Regions from separate parts of the Arachis hypogaea genome. Here region 2 is linked to region 1. A link is a contact called in public Hi-C data. All regions are on one chromosome and are shown on one strand. The core of a region is the stretch at or near the end of the contact, and the rest is flanking DNA. Distances in the headings are between cores, read along the strand shown. Region 1 has its middle 33 kb from the start of LOC112773129. Region 2 has its middle 6.9 kb from the start of LOC112772592.

Region 1 (6,606 bases), core at 2,940-5,439:
CTATAAAATCTAACTATTATGAAGTTAATGTGTTAGCATAGAATAAAATATCTAAATGTTGAAAAACCATTTTTTTAATATAACATTCAAGACTTTCTAAATTTGAATTCTTCTATTTCTTTATGTAGTTTTCATTTTTAAATGTTTAATATAATGTAAAGTACAAATAACAAAAACCCTTTTATATATATATAACCAATTTAAGTTAATCGAATAGTAAATTTTTGTGTCTATTTAAATAAATGTCGGAAATTTAAATTTTATTTTATGTATACAATAATTTAGGCTGCGTTTGGTTCTTCAAACAGGATAAGACAAGACACTAAGGTCCAGTTTGAGTAAACAACTTAATTAAGTGCTTGTTTAGGCGCCATTATTTTGATAAAAAAAGATATTTTTTCAATAAAAAAATATATTTTTTTTAGCGTATTTGGCAAATTTCGAATAATAAAAGTAAAAGTACTAGAAAAATCAGAAAAACATCTTTTTTGAGAAGCTGTAATTTACATCTTTTTTAAAATATCTTTTTTCCTTAAAAAAAGATGTTTTTATGTAATAAATAAACAAAAAAGTACTTTTATATTGTTATATCCAAACATAATTGATAGATAAAAAGATTTTTTTGCATGAGATATCAAAACATAAAATTACTTTTACTTTTCTATAAGATCTTTCAAAAAAAGATAACTCGAAAAAAGATATTTTCTTAGAAGCTCACCCAAACAAGCCCTAAGCTCATTTTTAAAAAATAGCTTAAACAATAAATACTTATATTAAAAGTAACTTATAAATAAATTATTTTGTATTTGATTTTTTAGTTCTAAAAGTACTTATTTTAAAAGAAGAGTTATAAAAAGCTATTTATTATGAAAGAAGTCATTTTTTTTAACTTCTCTATCAGCACTAAAATAACTTTTTAGAAAGTTGCAATTTGGTTTTGAAAATTATACCATACATTAATACCATACATTTTCATAAGTTAAAAGTTAAAAAAAAAGTAACTTATGAATCTATCCAAACGGATCCTAAGAATAAGACACAAACGACAAAGATACAAAAATTAGTGTTCTTGTATTTTATTTGTTTGGTGATAAATTATAGTAAATTTTAAAAGTCTAATTTATTCTCATTTTTTTTTCATTCAAAAAATTTGAAAAAAAATATAATAATAAAAAAATTAACAAAAATAATAAAAAATAAAAAATAAATTATATTTTTTGTTAATATCTTTGTATCATTTCTAAATAAACATAAAATACACTAATACAATATTTTTAAATATAATATTTTTATCTATATCTTATTTGTCAAACACAATTTTATGTGTCTGTATTCATATTTTATTGTCATATGCCTGTAAAGTATAAACAAACGCAGTCTAATACCGATAGACCATGAAGTTTGGATTGGCGATAAACTAATATTTAACTTGTGGAAAAGTGAAGTACCATGGAAAACTAAAATCAGCACATGTAGGTACCTTTGTCTCCCTATACGTACTATATATGTTTCTTGTATGAAAAATAATGCTAATGCTAGCTAGCTAGTAGTCACATATATAATGTTGCTTTGGAATCTCTAAGCTACGAATTCAACAGAGGAATCCAAGCTAGCTAGAAGGAATAGCATTCCTGAAATAATGACCTTTCAAATAAGAAAAAGTGATTTAATTTCTTTTTCTATACAAATGGCTACTTGCCTCTTGATGTTTCTAGAGCAAGCATTTCGGAATTACTTCAACAACACGATCAACATCAATGACTCATTCAAACTTGCATAAACACATACAACTTCAATTCTATCTTTTATTTTATTTTTTTCACCATTGGAAAAAAATTTATAAACATGAACATTGCAAGAAACGAAAATTAAAGAATAATGATATATATGCATGTGAAAGGGTAGTAGGGTCTGAGTGTGATGATGTGAAATGTGAAGAAAATTGTGAAAGGGTAGCCATTAATTTCTCTTGATTGCACCGTTTAAGAGATACATAGAAACCTTGTTGATATGATAGGTATGTAGAGTTGTCTGGGAAGGGTGCGTGCAACGCAACAACAACATTGAACCGTGTCTTTCGTACATAACAAGATCCATGCTGCAATAATGTTCATAACTTCAATTCACATCTTTTTCTTCAAATTTAAGGTTCAAATTAAACTTCACATACATCTTTATTATTTTGTTGTCGGGGTCACTTATGAAAAATTCAAAATTCAAAATGCAATAAGCTACTGTTGTGTATACACTAATGTGAGCTTTATAGCTTTTATGTTATTCCAAAAAAAAAAAAAAAATGGTACGTGTAGAATAAAAAATATTGCCACCAAATTAATTATATTCACATTTTTTTAATTACATAATTATACTTGTTTAAGCAAGTATAATAAAAAGGGAGCTACTCAAATAAAGATGTCAAAAACATCCTTTTTTAAAGATATTTTTTAATAATTTAAATTTAACATATATAACCGATTAAACTATGTTATTTTTATTAAAATTAGATCGGACAAATTAATTTAGGCAAAAAACAAATAAATTAAATTTTGAACAAATTTAAATTAATATTTTTTTAATAAAAAATTACTACAATATTTTTATTATAAAAAATTAACAAAAATACCTCTATTATATATATATATATATATATATATATATATATATATATATATATATATTTTAAAATTTTAAATTCTAACCCTATGACGACGGAGATGAAAAAGGCTAGAATTTAGAATTTTCAAAATTAATATATATAATAGAAGTATTTTAGTCATTTTTTATAATAGGGAGATTGTAGTCATTTTCTATAAAAAATAATATTAATTTAGACTAATTTAAAATTTGATTCATCATTTTTTCGGTCAAATTAATTTGTTTGGCTTAATTTTAACAAAAATAATATGATTTAATTGATTATATTTATTAAATTTTAATTATTAAAAAATATCTTTAAAAAAAAACGTTTTAGACGTTTTTTATCTGAATGCCTTCTTAATAAAAAAAAGTTTGAGATATTAAAAATGTATTTCTATATGTGGTGATAGATTAGTAGTTAATTTCTTTTGTATAAATAATATAATTGTATTAGTAAATAATAGTAATAGAGCATAAAGAATTATAGCTAGCCATGCAGAATTGATTAGTCCACACAGCTTTGTGATTAATCTTATGTGTATATATCTCGTTTGATTATGGAATTCTGTGTGTACACACTCTAATTAATCTTTCTCCTTTTCGAATACGTTTTAGTTTTTCACATTATTAGTTTTTCAAATTTGTTAAAATTTTTTTTAGAAAAAAAAAAGCTATATGCACAAAATTAATTGTTGGCAATTAAAAAATAGTTTATGCGGAACAATAATTATTTTTATGAATGACGAGTTTTTACTCTATACTTATTTGAAATTTGCAAACAAATATTTATGAAAAAAAAATTTAAGGGCTAATAAAATTTATTATTTTTAATCAGTATTTTTAGTTATCAGTTTAATTTTTTTAATTTAGTAATCTAACTTACTTTTAGTTTACACTTTTAAAAATTTCTGATTAACTGTTAGCGGAAAATAATAAATTCTATTGGTTTCTAGTATTTTTTTTATGGAATATTTAATACGAAAATTAAAAAAGAAAAAAAAAGTTGATCGAAAACTGACTATTTAAAGTTTTGAATATATATTGAGTGATAAAAATTTTTTAATATTTTTAACCATGTTCTTTATTAACGAGTATATATTTTTTTATTTGGTTGTCTATGGTATCTCCCAACCCTACAGATGAAGAACTAATCCGTCGTGGATCTGAACTTTATTTAAGGGTCTGCCGCTGGCCAATGGATTGCTGTATGCATAAGGCAGGATTCGAACCTCCGACACTTGTTTAAGCGGACGAGTGAGCTGACCACTCGATCAATCCAAATTAGTTTTTTTTAACCAGTATATATCATTGGACATCCATCAGCTAAATCTATAATATTCACTCTTTTTTTTTAATATGCGCATCATTGGACTATTTCTGGACTATTTCTGGAATATTAAGATTTAAACTTCAGATCATTGTAAGATGCCTATTGCAGACCCAAAAAGAAAAAGAAGCCCGTTTTCAGGGATCTCTTTTTGCACTGACCGATTACTGTGACTTGGGCTTTAATTTCTTAGGCCCATACTAAACGCCGATTGCTAAGGAGAGTAAAATGACAAAAATACACGCAACTATACAAGAGTGTATGTGAGTAACCAATTTGGATTGTCAAGTAGTTAGTTAAGTGGAATTTTGCTTTGTATATGCAAATATGAAGTAATCTATTGGTTGGAGATAAACACTTAAACGATGGATTAAAGGATATCGTGGGAAAAAGAATGTATATGAATTTGGAATTGCATAAAACCTTTATTAAGAGTTTGATTGGTTGCAAAGGTAAAATTGAGAGAAAGAAAATGAAAAGTAAAAAAATAAAAAAATAGATAAGAGAATAAAAATAATAAAAAAAAATTAAAATTGACATATATAATCTTATAGCAAAATAACATATAAATGTTATGAGAGAAGGCATAATTGTCATTTAAGTTATATTTAGCTCTCTAAAGAAAAATGTTAAAGCGTCATTAGAATTTATTATTTTTTATTATCACTTTTAGTCATAAATCCAATTATTTTAATTTAGTAATTCAACAACATAATTTAGTCCACACTTTTAAATATTAACAAATAATTAATAACAAAAAAAAAAAACAATACATTCTAATAATTTTCGAACATTTTTTTTCTAATAATTTTAGTTCCTTGACGGCAAAAAAATTTGGAGTTGAGTCCTACAGACATTTCACCTCTTGGTTTTTTGTTTTTTCAACCAAACCATAAAAAATGTCATTTTTATTTTTTAATATTCTTTCTCCTTTTTTCTATTGGAACAACTAGAGAGTAGACGTAGAAGAAATAGAATTAATGAAAAGAAAAGAGAAGATAGAAGAAAGAAATAAAATAAAAAAATTGCATGAGAGCCACGAGGAAACAAAACATATATATAATCAAATTCCCAAATCACCCAATAATCCCTATCAGCTATTATTGATATTGAGTACCAAAATAACTGATTACAAACCATGCAACGTTTTCCACATGGTGTAATTTTTCAGTTGCTGCGTGATGATGTGAAAATTGTAAAATTTATTTCCAAGAAAGTAAATGTTTTTTTTTTTAATTGAAACTAATTATGTTCACAATTTCTAGAAAAATAAGTTAAAGTATGTACAACTAAAAAATAAAGTAAAAATACATAAAATGAGAAAATTACATATCTAACACAATATTAAAATATTAAATTTATAAATATTTTAACTTTTATATTTTTCATTTTTTCTATTTTTTTCTGATATAAATAACTATAGTAGTTTATTTGGATATGTAACATTATCCAGACGTTATTGGCCCCCCACGGTCCCTACCCCTCATTTATATGCGGCCCAATTAATGTGAGTTTGTTTATTAACATTTTTATTGTATATTTCTGCTTCTGCATTTAAAAAGACCCCGAGATATAAAAATTATTATGTGTATGACAAATCAGTATGTAACCTTTCTGGACTCGATTTCTATGTCCTTTCTCGGAGTGGTAATCTAACTTGGCAAATTTAAGATTGAGCCATTTTACGGCCCAAAAACGGATTAATAATTTTTAGTATTTTGATCTAATATTTGAATTTAAATATTTTTTTATTTTATCTAGATAAGATAAGATGATGACAGTCTAAATTAGTTTTACAATCTCTAACCAACATTTAAATTCAAATATTTTCTTTATTTTAGCGAGATAAGATAAGATGAGTCAACTACCAACAGTTATATACAGAAGAGTCACAGGTTCCTTCAGGTACGTCATTCATTCTATACACTTTATACTTCTCAAATCTATTCTAATTTGAGCGTCGAAGTGTCTTTGCAGGTACTACCCCCCATTACTCTAGCCAGATAATCCGGCGACCACCTCGACTCGTAAGTCTCCGATCGATCTCATAACCTGTACTAGAGACTTCTAATACATTGGCGCCGTCCGTGGGGACAGCCAATTCGTGGCGGCATGACGGAGAATCTCGAAGAGCAATCCTCAAGCCACCACTACGACTCAGACCGGCGAAGTCCAACACCCAAACTCTAGGATAGCATTCCCCCCATCCACGGTAGGATAACAAGCACCGTGCACGGCCAATCGATCCCGGTCCGATAGCAACCGAAGGTGGACAACCGGCCACCCACTGAGGCCCGAGCCCCCAACAGCCTAGAAGAAAAAGCAATCCAGATAATCCAAGAGTTATGTCTTAGAGTGCAAAATCTCGAAGGTCGAGTTACTTCCAAGGAGTGATATCATCCCGAACACGCAAGCCAAGCAACCTCCAGAACTCGGTCGCATCGAGAAACCAGAAATGACCGGTCCCCCGAAGAGCGACACGGGAAACGACGCGACCGGAGCGAATCCAGAGATCCGGAGCGCTGACGCAACGAGGATGACCGAAGGAACCATCGGGAGGCCAAGCGAACGAGAGCGAGCACGTGATAATGGAAGCTACTCTGTTCATCGAGAAAATCCTGAAAACCAAACTTCCTAAAGGT
Region 2 (6,606 bases), core at 1,565-4,064, 200 kb after region 1:
ACATTGGAGACAAAAACGATACTTTACTCCTATCTGAATTTTGAGTTCCTATAGATGTCAATCATTCTGAACTTCAATGGATTAAGTGAGATGCCAAAACTGTTTAGAGGCAAAAAGCTACTAGTCCCGCTCATTTAATTGTAGCTAAGCTTCATTGATATTTTGGAATTTATAGTATATTCTCTTTTTTTTATCCTATTTGATTTTCAGTTGTTTGGGGACAAGCAACAATTTAAGTTTGGTGTTGTGATGAGCGGATAATTTATACGCTTTTTGGCATTGTTTTTACATAGTTTTTAGTATATTTTTATTAGTTTTTAAATAAAAATCACATTTCTGGACTTTACTATGAGTTTGTGTATTTTTCTGTGATTTCAGGTATTTTCTGGCTGAAATTGAGGGACCTGAGCAAAAATTTGATTCAGAGGCTGAAAAAGGACTGCAGATGCTGTTGGATTCTGACCTCCCTACACTCAAAGTGGATTTTCTGGAGCTACAGAAGTCCAAATGGCGCGCTCTCAATTGCGTTGGAAAGTAGACATCCAGGGATTTCCAGCAATATATAATAGTTTATACTTTGCCCGAGTTTAGATGACGCAAACTGGCGTTCAACGCCAGTTCTCTGCCCTATTCTGGCGTTAAACGCCAGAAACAGGTTACAAGTTGGAGTTAAACGCCCAAAACATGTTACAACCTGGCATTTAACTCCAGAAACAGCCTAGGCACGTGTAAAGCTCAAGTCTCAGCCTCAGCAAACACCAAGTGGGCCCTGGAAGTGGATTTCTGCACTATCTATCATAGTTTACTCATTTTCTGTAAACCTAGGTTACTAGTTTAGTATTTAAACAACTTTTGGAGATTTATTTTGGACCTTATGACATTTTCACGTTTTACATTGTATCTCTACGACATGAGTCTCTAAACTCCATAGTTGGGGGGTGAGGAGCTCTGCTGTGTCTCGATGAATTAATGTAATTACTTCTGTTTTCTATTCAATCACGCTTGTTTCTGTTCTAAGATACTCGCTTGTACTTAACTATGATGAATGTGATGATCCGTGACACTCATCATCATTCTCAACCTATGAACGCGTGGCTGACAACCACTTCTGTTCTACCTTAAATTGAGTGTGTATCTCTTAGCCTCTCGGTTCATGATCAGAGTCTTCGTGGTATAGGCTAGGACTATTGGCGACCATTCCAGAGATCCGGAAAGTCTAAACCTTGTCTGTGGTATTCCGAGTAGGATCTGGGATGGGATGACTGTGACGAGCTTCAAACTCACGAGTGCTGGGCGTAGTGACAGACGCAAAAGGATCAATGGATCCTATTCCAACATGAGTGAGAACCGATAGATGATTAGCCGTGCGGTGACAGCGCATTTGGACCATTTTTACTGAGAGGATGGATGGTAGCCATTGACAACGGTGATCCACCAACATACAGCTTGCCATGGAAGGAGACTTGCGTGCGAGAAGAAGAAGACAGTAGAAAAGTAGAGATTCAGAAGACAGAGCATCTCCAAAACCTCAATCTGTTCTCCATTACTGCATAACAAGTACTATTTAATTTATGCTTTTTACTCTTCATAAATATAATCACTCTTATCATTGATTTCCTGACTAAGAATTACAAAATAATCATAGCTTGCTTCAAGCCGATAATCTCCGTGGGATCGACTCTTACTCACGTAAGGTATTACTTGGACGACCCAGTGCACTTGCTGGTTAGTGGTACGAGTTGTGAAAAGTGTGATTTACAATTCGTGCACCAGTGGACTGATAATTTTGGCATCACGGTGACCGATCTAGTTCATGTTCTAAATTGTGTATAATTATTAGAGAAAAATGCTATATATATCTAAATATATATATTATTCAAATTGCTTCGTGCTTTTTAAAATTACTAGGTATATGACAATGATAGGATGAGGCTAGCGATTGACTTAGTGAGTAAGGAATTCAATATGAAGAAGTCAGAAATTATGGATAAAGCACATGCATATATGAAAGATATGCTAAAAAAACAGTCACGATTACAAAAAAATTGAAGAATTATTTTTTGAAATTCAGCGCATTTTATATTTGCTGAGACACTGCACGTCATATTTTGTTAGCCATTTTTTTAGTTTAGGTCATTCTTTTATTAGTATCCTATCCTCGAAATACATCTTTAATAAACTTGGTGGAGTTAGTTTATACGATATTTAGTTATATATTAGAAATTACTGTTGAGTCATTTTAAGAGACATATAAAAAATTTACTTAACTCACATAATATAACATTCACCATAATAATATAATCTATCATGAACAAAGAATGACACACAATCCTTACACAACACATTATAACTAAAAATTATACGCATGATTTTACAAAATTAGATGATAATTAATTACACATAAATTAAGAGTTTGATTAGCATATTTTGACAAAGAAATAATTTTTTTTCTCATTTCATCCATTTATTAAGCATAGTTCCAACATAATTATTTATATAATAAACTAAAAAAAGGCTTAATTCTGGATATTTTGTTGTAAAATTAAATGACAGGTTTGAAGAAAATAGGGAGGAAATTTTGACAGTAGTGCAGTGTGATTTGTGATAACTAGTTATTATTTGGTGAAAAAGAGATGGAATAGAACAAACAGAAATTCCAAAGGAAAGAGAACACAAAACCGTTGTGCAAAAACTCGGGTAAAAAATCGACTAAATCGATGGTTAACTGAACAATCGGTCAAACCGGTCGGGTTTTTTAAGGCCCAGTTCGCTAAAGCATAAACAACGGCGTCGTTTTGTTCGAAAACAAAGGGCACCGTCCCCCTCTCCCTTCTTTCTCTCACAAACCCAACCCTAAACCCTATTAGAGCAGAGCAACATCCCGCTTTTCCATCGCCGAGCTACTCTCCGTCAGCCAGAGGCTGCCGTCGCAGCCGGACTAGCCTCAACCGAGCATCCCACTTCTCCCATTAGCGTCACTCACGTGCACAGAACCCACGAGCACGTTCGTTTTTTGCCGGCGCTCTTCGATTTCCCGTCGCGATCCTTTTCTTGTCGTCGACTGCTCGGTGAGTTCTTCGATGATAATTCCTTTTCTTGTCATCGCGATCCTTCTCTACCCTCTCTGCCGCAGTGAGTTCTTCAGCTTTTCAATTAATTTTATTTTATTTTGTTAACTTTTGCTCATGTAATTATTATAGGGTTTGCTTGCTTCAACAATTGTGTAATCAAATCTCAATTAAGAACCATTTCTAATCTGAAGGTGTGCGCCTATTGAACTTTCAAATGTAAATTGGGGATCATGGTCAAATTTAAAATTTTTTCGTTCCTGTTTCTGCAATCATGCATGTCGTGGCCCTTCTTCATAAACACTACAAGAATCTAATTACTTCAAGAAATTTCAAATTTAAATTGGGGATCATGGCCAAATTTTTTCTTGTTAATTTTTACATATTCTGAGTTAATTTTTGTATGATTGTTGTATATATTCTGCCTTCTGAGTTAATTTTTACATTGTTTAATTCTAGGAACCAATTTTAATTGCTTAAATTTATTATTTACTTTAATTTATTTCTTTTTTTTTTTGTTTTAATTGTTTGTTGTTTGATTGTAATCGATGTGATTTAGTGTTTCGGTGTTCATCAGTAATGTTTTAGCTGGATTGAATTTAAAAAAAAAAAAGAAAAAGAAAAATAATTAAGGTCCTTCATTATCTTTTTTGTTCCTTTGTTATGTTTGGTTCTTCCTCTAGGATATATGGTTTGGCAAGATATTCTTTTTAACTTATTTTTTTAAAAAACAAATAATCTATTCTGCCCTCTTGATTTGTGCTTTATGCATTTTGTCTTCGTTTAGGATTCAATTCCAAATCTAAATGCATATAGTATCAGATTACATTAATTTTTTGTGATAGTGTGATATTATTGGTATTTTAATTTCTGTTGTCCTCTATTAGCAAAACCAAAATTTGTTTTCAATTTTAATATAATTCTTCCTATGGAGGCAATATGTCATAACTTTATGGTTAGTTGGTTGTTCTATTTTAATCTATGCAAAACCAATAATCATAGACCTATAAATATAACTAAACTCATCTTTCTGTTTTTTTATTTGTTTTGTTTTGAGTTATTAACCCTTCATTCAGTTGATATTTTGTGGTCACAAAATTATGATGATCATTTTTCTTGGAAGCTTTATATGTCATCGAGAATGTGATATGTAGGTCTTCAGCATTTTGTTTCTTTTCTCTTTTGAAATTTAGCTGAAATGCAGATTATTGCTGTGCTTGATTTCCCACTGCACTACAATCCAACTAATGCCATCACTCTTTAACTCCTGTATAATTTACATGTCCACTATGTATTCTATGCACATGATGTTTCCAGTTATCCATGCAATTCAATTTGTGACAATCAAATATAGTGGCTACCCCAACTGAATATCATTGGCCCACTTTTTCGGTGTCTATGATGGACATGGAGGCTTTCAGGTATTAGTTAAAAATCACTAACAAAATAAAATTATACAACTTTTATTGAAGTCTGACGCTAACTGGATTTTATTTTGTTATTCTTTTTGGTTGGTAGCTTGCCAATTACTGCCGAAAACGCCTGCATTCAGCTTTGATTGAGGAGATAGAAGCTGCACAACCAAGTTTGGCAGAAATAGAACTGGGAGATTCTTTATAAGACCATTGGAAGAAAGCATTTGTAGGTTGTTTTCAGAAAGTAGATGATGAAGTTGGAGGAATTCAAGTTGGTAATGGCAGAAATAACAGTGGTGGACTAGAGTCTACAATCGAACCAATTGCTCCTGAGACTGCTGGCTCCACTGCAGTGGTTGCCATATTGAGTCAATCACACATAATAGTCACAAATTGTTGGAATTCAAGAGCCGTCGTGTATCGCGGAAAACAAGGCATTCCATTGTCTGCTGACCACAAAGTAAGGCACTTCTTTCTATTTTCACAATGTTTTTCATGAGTTAAAAATTGGAGCCATCTGATAGAGGAGACTTTACTTCATGTTTGCAGCCAAATAGGGAGGATGAGTGGGCAAGGATAGAAGCTGCAGTAGGAAGGGTCATACATTGGCAAGGGTACCGAGTTCTTGGCGTTTTGGCAATGTCAAAATCCATAGGTATGTATCTGCCTTTGGCATCTCTGCAGCATATTTATGTCAATGTAGTTGGATTTGAAGTGATGCTAGTTACTGTAAACTTTTTCTTGATAAGGGTTATGGTTTCTAGTAAAATGAATAAAATGGTACAGCCTTTGTATAGGACACTACGAAAAAGTATTTCTTTTTTGCTAAAAAAATATAGCATTTTAGTTCCTTGCAATTAGTTTAATCATCTTAGTTCTTCTCCAATAGGTGATAGGTACTTGAAACCATGTATTATTCCAGAACCGAAAGTGAAGTTTGTGCAACGGGAGAAACATGACGAGTGCCTTATTCTAGCTAGTGATGGTTTATGGGATGTGATGACAAATGAAGAAGCCTGTGAAGTTGCACGGAAGAGGATCCTTCTTTGGCACAATGAAAATGATGTGTGTATCTTCAAGGTGGAAAAGCACAATGAACCAGTGTGTTATGTAGCACTTATCAATGCAAATTTTTAGTGTAAATTCTATTTTTTTTTCCTACCAAGTACCAAGTATAGAAATAGTACATTCTTTAAGGGATGAACGACACATTGGTGAGTTTTTGTTTTACAACACCCAGACCTGTAAGATTTTTTGGTGACACATGTTCAGATAGTTCTGTTAAGATTTAGACTAAGTATCTTCATGAATGCAAATTTAGTTCAAGTCTTCAAGATAGGAGCATTCGTATATTATTATGTTGAAGCATTCTTTTTTTAATTCAGTTTTTATGAAAAGTAATAATAAATTATTGTATCATTAAGTCCAAATTGTTTATTTCCGTGCATCGTACGGGCTCATTCACTAGTACATATACTGATATACAGGATAACAATTAACAAGCATAGGGCCATTATGATTATCTTATCCCACCATCATCGAGGAAAAGGTATGGAAGGGATTTAAGTTGTTTAGGGGATTTAACCTTTTTCCCACATGCTGAATGACAGGTTTGGAGGAGTTTGATTGAAGCCTTCGAAGCACCAAATATTGGAAACATGGACAGGCAAAGCATTTTAGAAGTAGCTTTTGTCCTTTTTCTTTCTTCCCCCCAACCCCCCGCTCCCCAACAAAATTGGTCATAGCAACTAGCAAATTTATTTCCATGTTTGTAACGGAAATCAAGCAAAATTTGCAGTTTTTTTCATAGAAGTTTCAAGTAAATTCAACATTGTGTATCCTATCAAGATCTGAACACTAACCCTAAGCTCTTCAGGTGTTTGAATACGAATATTTATAAATCACTTATCAAAAGGAAATTTTAAATAGTGATTATTTCAATAAAGTCATCTTTATATGAAAATGATATTGCGAACTATTAAATGATTTGACATATTTGACTAAATCATCTAATGGTTTACAACATCATCTCTTCGTGGAAGTAGCTACCTTTTAAAAAAGTGTATCTAAAATATATAATTAGATCCAGCATAAAATATATATTATATAATTAGTCTCCCTAT

The links. A called contact is a pair of places that touch in the nucleus more often than the background predicts.
Region 2: a contact with region 1 is called in a Hi-C map of an unstated tissue, with 3 times the contacts expected there. The contact joins two enhancer-like sites. A contact is called at or near these places in 3 of 8 Hi-C or Micro-C datasets (leaf and an unstated tissue).

The regions. Positions count from the first base shown.
Region 1 is chr18:32,247,257-32,253,862 of arahy.Tifrunner.gnm2.J5K5, forward strand. No RefSeq gene overlaps it. Among protein-coding and RNA genes, the nearest start is that of LOC112773129, 33 kb to the left of the region's middle. Within about 2 kb of position 4,190, at least 1 of the 3 cell types and tissues checked has open chromatin away from gene starts, as enhancers often do.
Region 2 is chr18:32,450,502-32,457,107 of arahy.Tifrunner.gnm2.J5K5, forward strand. It overlaps the pseudogene LOC112771334. Among protein-coding and RNA genes, the nearest start is that of LOC112772592, 6.9 kb to the right of the region's middle. Within about 2 kb of position 2,815, at least 3 of the 3 cell types and tissues checked have open chromatin away from gene starts, as enhancers often do.